2 separate regions of the Bombyx mori genome follow, and region 2 is linked to region 1. A link is a contact called in public Hi-C data. All regions are on one chromosome and are shown on one strand. The core of a region is the stretch at or near the end of the contact, and the rest is flanking DNA. Distances in the headings are between cores, read along the strand shown.

Evidence for each region. A called contact is a pair of places that touch in the nucleus more often than the background predicts.
Region 2: a Hi-C map of middle silk gland shows a contact between it and region 1, with 2.9 times the contacts expected there. The contact joins two enhancer-like sites. A contact is called at or near these places in 4 of 7 Hi-C or Micro-C datasets (middle silk gland, midgut, posterior silk gland and 1 more).

The regions. Positions count from the first base shown.
Region 1 is chr11:13,131,319-13,134,525 of ASM3026992v2, forward strand. All of the region lies in intron 2 of LOC101746352 (3-phosphoinositide-dependent protein kinase 1), which reads right to left. Among protein-coding and RNA genes, the nearest start is that of LOC110386130, 21 kb to the left of the region's middle. Within about 2 kb of position 1,428, at least 8 of the 8 cell types and tissues checked have open chromatin away from gene starts, as enhancers often do.
Region 2 is chr11:13,168,266-13,171,472 of ASM3026992v2, forward strand. The region is part of intron 2 of LOC101746352 (3-phosphoinositide-dependent protein kinase 1); the gene reads right to left. Among protein-coding and RNA genes, the nearest start is that of LOC134199713, 8.9 kb to the left of the region's middle. Within about 2 kb of position 1,631, at least 2 of the 8 cell types and tissues checked have open chromatin away from gene starts, as enhancers often do.

The DNA.
Region 1 (3,207 bases), core at 178-2,677:
ATCAATTCCTAAAAGGCTCTCCATAACATACAGGGAAATTATGAGTTGCGCTCTATTGCATTTGCCGAGAATCCGGAAGCCCCAGACAGCTCTCACAGATAAGAGAGAGCGGCCACTGGAATAATTTCTCGTAAATGTGTCAAAACCGTCGAGCATAACGGTACGGACTGTTGTATGCCGTTGCCTTGCACAAAGATCGGGGAATCCGTGGGAGATGGACTCACTTCGCAATTGGGTTTAGTGGCAGTAGTAATGCAAGTCGTGAAAAGTCATAAAGCTACAGACTGCTGTCAGTTTGGAGTTTTCCACATTAAAGATCGCATACCATACTTCCCTGTTTTAATTTTAAGAGTTGTATTAAAAAAGCGCTACCCATTTCTTCGAAAAACCTAAGCACTGCGCGCACTACAGCATTTTTATTCATAACGTGTGTTGTGAGACTATAGGTTTGACCATCCTTCCACCCTGTCTGCTGGAAGGAACCATTACGGCTCTTGAGTGGCCACTTTTTTGCTATGACGGCCATATGGGATGTCCTCCTTCAAACAAATTTTGTAGAGAATTCTTAGTGGTAAACAGCGACTTGTCAGTGCTCCTCGCATTGCTCAGTTAATTTTAGTGGACCATAGACTAGTCTCCGTCGTTCTCAATTAAAGTTTTAAGCATTCATATTTTAAGCGACTTTTTTTTTTTCTATTCTATCAGCCCATGGACGTCCACTGCTGGACATAGGCCTCCCCCAAGCCTCGCCACAAAGACCGGTCCTGCGCTGCCTGCATCCAGCGGATCCCCGCGAACCTCAATAGGGCGTCGGCCCACCTTGTGGGAGGCCTACCCACGCTATTTTATATAAGTTGTAAATTAGTTCAGTTTATAATATCGTCGATGTATCGAGGGGTAAATGGCTATTTGGTTTATGTGACATTTCGGTTAATACGCGACATTTATCTTTGTGATTACAGGTCAGTTTTATTTGGTATCAACAATTCGATGTTTAAAATTGATTGAATTATGTTTACCGTATTCAAATAGCTGAAGAAATTTTTTGTCTTGATATTTCTCCAAATTTAAAACTTTAAATACCTAACTCGCCTGTAATTTTATAAAAATCTCGCTTAAAGCAAATAGGTTTTCACCTGTCGATATTATAGTATATGGTCAGCTAGATTATTATATTCGTTTATTAATTATTTCAACTTTTGCTTTTTATGTCACCTCTGTCTCTGGTAGTTCATAAGAATAATATTCGTCCATCCGTGTTACGAAAATAGAAAATTACCCAACAAAACTTACACCCGTCTCATAGCAAAAGTATTTCTAATTTGTAGTAGATAACGTGTTAAAAATAGACTGGGCTTACAAAGGAAACCGGCAAGATGAGACAAGGAGTGCGGGGCGCTGGATGGCGGCTATGCAGACGCCAGTTCATGCACATGGCACGCTGGGAATGTAGGGTTAGCAAACACACAATAAACACAAATCGCTGCGAAGCACTCTACCATTCACGATACGGGCAGGATGTTGTACCGTTAATTAATACTAAACGTGCTTCAATTATGGGTGAAGACACCAATGAACCACTCGGAAGTGCATACCAATGAATGCCACTTAAATTTCCGATTGTAATAGACAAACAGTACGGGAATATAGATAATTAGATGCCATGCGAAAACGTTTCGTGTTAATATTAAAGGGGAGTAAATATCAACCCTAATAACGTACGGAATACCTTTCATACGCCATACCACATACTTTAATCACTTCCCGCGCGTCTCAAGTCTAGACATCGACCTCTACTTTAATACTTTCAATTTTGCAAATTTATGTCTTAGGGCTGTAAGATTTAAAGTCCCTATTGCATCAAAAACAATTCGTCAGTAACTTTTAATAAAAACGGGCTCGCTGTCCTCGGAAAGTGCATTGATCTCGGGTGCGTCCTTCTATAGCACAAAAATCGCTGCACGTGAGTTTGGTGTCTCTTTTACGCCCCAATGTGTGAACTTAGAGTGAGCAGGATAGAATCAACCGTAGTAGACAGGATACGCGTGGTGAGCTTTGGCCAATACACCCAAGTGAGCGCAATGAACGACTCGGCGCGGCGGCGGCCATTAAATGTAGAAGACGTACAAGTTGACTTTGGCGCCATTATTCAAATTAGATTTTATTAGCTCAGGTCGAATTAAAATATTTATAACGTCGATCAACAAGAATTGATTTAGCTTTAGCGTTAGAACACTTGCTTTAATGTATTTTACTTTGATAAAAATAAGACTTGGTAGTTCCTCTGGTAAAAAAATTATTTAAAAAAAATAAGAATATTCATAACTACTTTAATTTTTATATTCTTACAATATTTCATAAAATAATTTATGAAAAATTTACTCAGTTCATTGTCAAGAAATTCGCGCCAAAATCTCGTTTGTATGAGGCACCACGTGGTCACTATTTACGACGCATCTTTCTCTAACGGCAATATTGTTCTCAACCAAAAAAACAAGAAAAACTATCTACAAGGTAAAATAATAGGTGACAGATATTTAGCTAGATGAGAAAAGACAGACTTTTAAAGTTATCGTTTTGTTTTCTTTCAAATGATAATGAACAATAGACACTGTTCAGGTAAAGTTGTTTTTGTGAATTATCGTTCTCAGAAAATAAAAGAATAACACAGAACCGTCGGAGCGGTGTTTCAAGGGTAAATAGCCTGCAGTTTAGAATGTGTGGGTACAAATTCCACGAAGGATGAGATGCCTGCCGATACATTCAACTTTGCTGAACCGGCCTGCCGACCACCCCGTTGCTCGCGCAGTCTGCATTCTCGATAAACCTTCTTGCCAATGACCGTTTCGTTTGAAATTTGTATAGACTGTTCGTTATTACTTGATGCTATTTTCTTACACATGCAAATAATGCGAGTATTATGTCTTTAATAAAAAAGGAATTATGCTAAAACAGAATTGCTAAATATAAATAATAAAATACCTACACATGAACATAATATTAGGCTTCGCGACTGAACCGGTTTGCAATAATCTAACAAGGAATAACCCGACCTCCCATACTGGGTGACTACTTCATTCCTGCTCTTTCCTCATAGAGCACATTCCCTGACTAGAGTCCAGTTCATGCTGGTTTTATGTCTGGACAATGGTATTAAATACTCGCGAGATCCATATGAGTTGTGGTGACTAATTTGTTTACAGTCTC
Region 2 (3,207 bases), core at 381-2,880, 37 kb after region 1:
CCCAGCTCGGCGGCGGCGGCTCGGCGGCGGCGGCACAGCGCCGAGAGGGGAGAAGAGCTCTCCCTCTCCCGTTCCGCCGCCTCCTTCTGCGGTTCTCTTCTCTTCTGAGATAGTAGACTCGCAAAAGTTGAGCATCACTTGCCAGGACTCGTCGCTCCCGAGCATAGTAGCCACGACGTTCGAAAGCGACAAGTCCGGTCCTATACAACTACCGGCTACCTTAACACCAGGTGGGCCGTGAGCTCGTTCACCGATCTAAGCAATTAAATATGAATTTAATATGAATAAGAATTAATCTGTTTCAGTACAAAGCTCATGAATATGTTGATGGCCTCTTTCATGTACCAACTGAAAAGGAAAATGGCCAGTGTATTGTAATACGGTTCCTTTTCACAAAAGCTGGTTTTACAAGGGTTGATAAGTAAAGCCAGGGCACTTTTTGAGTTGGTGATAGCGGTAATTTGAGTACGAAGCGAATCACCGCGCATTTTGATCCACCAAGCAAAAGTGTCAATTTGGAGTAACGGTTAGGGAATGTTCATATATCTTACTTACGAGTACTTTTTTTTACTTTACTGTGAAATAATGAACTTAAGAATTATTATTTTAAATTTTTTTATCACTAAGTATTGAGCTATGGCACTTACATAGCCTCGACATTGCCGGCCATATTTCCTATTAGACCGAACTCTTTAATACGATATGGAGAATTATAAAAGTAATTGAATAAGCCCCAGACACTCAACAAGCTTTTGAATTTACTAATAATACAAAAACAGCAATAGTAGCTCGAGGTGGTTACAATCGGATACCCTTACCAATTATTAAATATAAATATTGTTTTTCTTCCATATGATGCAAAATAATTCATATGACCGTGTCGTAAAAGCCTCTTAATACCTAAAAGGAGTTTAATGGTCAAGTACATTTAACCCTTTGTGGTCCTTAGACTTTTTACAAAAATATTTAACGAGGTCCTAGGTATACACGTTGTGGACTGTGAACCTGGCAGTAAAAAAAAAGATACGTGTGAGTCCAATACGTGTGGACTCTGGACCTCAAAGGGTTAAATGTGTTAAGCATATCACTTTTGGTTACTTTAGTCTTTGTTTGGAGTCACGTTTATTCAAGTACCCGTGGGGTCATGGCCCGTCTAGAGTCTAGACAAAACGATTCACATAATTTACTGCGGTCTAGACGTCTGTATTGGGTACATCGAATTTCCCTCACGTCTTTTTACATTTTAACAAGTAGAAATAGAGCGGAAAATAATAACTCTTTCAATAGCTTATTTTTATTGTGATTCCACTTAAAATAATTCACCACATATTTCTTAGTATTTAAGTACTACTCTACGTAGTTACTTTTAATCATATAAGCTGATGAGTGTAAATTCCATTAAGAATCCATTGTTCATCATCAGGCTGAAAGGGAAGACCAATATTGAAGTTGCGTCAGATAAAATGTTAGTTACCGACAAGAGCCTGCGGTATATCTTCATTACATTGCTTCGTGGCGGGTTTTTAAATAAGCCGAGAATCTGAGAAGACATCGAAGTGTCAAGTTCGCCGTATAAGGTTGAGTATTAACTATGCGACGAGGACCCGGCGGAGCAGGCAGAGCTTTCGCAAAGCAGCACCGCACCATCGTCGCGATAGTACCAGACCTGTCGCTACCGACCGTCATCGCTACGATGCTCTCGGCAGTCACAACTCCTGGCAGGTGATGATCGACTTCTGCGAGTCCACCATCTCGCAAAAGGCGGCAGCACGGGAGAGGGAGAGCTCTTCTACCCTTTTTCCCTTTCGGTGCCGGCCGCCGCAGCAGAATCAGGGGTCACAGGAGGGCGTTCGTTCAGCTCCGGCCCCTGTGAGGAGGCAGTCTTCTCGCTGTGATGGTTACAGGGTCATTTGAGGGGTCGAGGCTACAGTGCACGCTACTGTTACTCTAGCGCGCTGGCACCAGGTCGAGGATAACAAAGCAAACCGCCAATATGGGTGGCTGTAGTAGTGATTATAGTCGTAGTCCTAGTGGAATCCACACAAGTGGGATTGCTATCTGCTTCTCTTATGTTTTTTTAAAAAACAGAAGTCATTTTCCTGCGTAGTGACGGAACGTGTTCTTAAAAATGGATAAAATTGAAGTTCACGCGGTAATAAAATATTTCTGCTATATTATATACGGCGCTGGTAAATCAAGACTTGAGAGCAACATTAGAGGTTCATGCTCCTCCATATTCTACGGTTGCGTATTGTTGTGCTGAGTTCAAGCGACGAAGAGCTTCCAGTAATGACGACCCCCGCAAGGGACGCCGTACATTGGTAGTGTCTGAACAAATTATTGAAAAAGTTGAAAGTTGGCGGATCTTCGTGTTAGTTTGTAATATAGTAAATACATATATATTATTATTTTTTTAAAGGAAGTGTCCATAATACTATACACAACCGTTTGAGTTTGGAAAAAGCGGCAGCGCGTTGGGTGCCCAGAATACTTTCTGACGCGCAGAAACAAGAATTTCATAAATCTGTTTAAGTTTGTTGCAACAAGATCATGATCGATTTTGGGCTCGATTTTTTTCCCTTCCTATTCTAATAACTTCGAGGGGTTATTCTAGAGTCACCGATCTAGTAGATGAGCTCACGGGGCTCAAACCGGGAGTGTTGCTAACACTGGCTCTTGCAAGAGCAGTGCTTCGCAGAATCTACCACCGGACCGGAAACGCGACCCACTGAGAAGATCCGGCGAGAAACTCAGTGGGTTGTGTCTATGGGGTGATTTACTCGTTGAGGCCTTCGTCGCAAAGCGACGGGTTCGGCGAGGCCGGTGACCGGTGCTTGAGGTTCCTAAAAGCACCGTTGATGGATCGGGAGGATCCGTAATGACGTGTTTAGGGCGACGTCGACTGCTTACCATTCGGTCCACCGAATCGGGTACATTGGCTCGATTAATAACTATGTACAAAAAATGGCTTCACCTTTATGACTTGGAAACGAAAAAACAGTCCAAGATTTGAAAGACAACTTTACCTCCATGAAATTTAAGGCGATTTCATCCACCGGTAAGATCATGGGCTGTTTTTTCTGGGACACCCAAGGGGTGGTAATGATCGAATACCTTCATAATAAAGGCAATACTACGCGGAATTTGTACGTAGGGCAAATAACAAAGTTCCGTGTGGAGATACGCGGGCAACGGCGTGGCAAACTG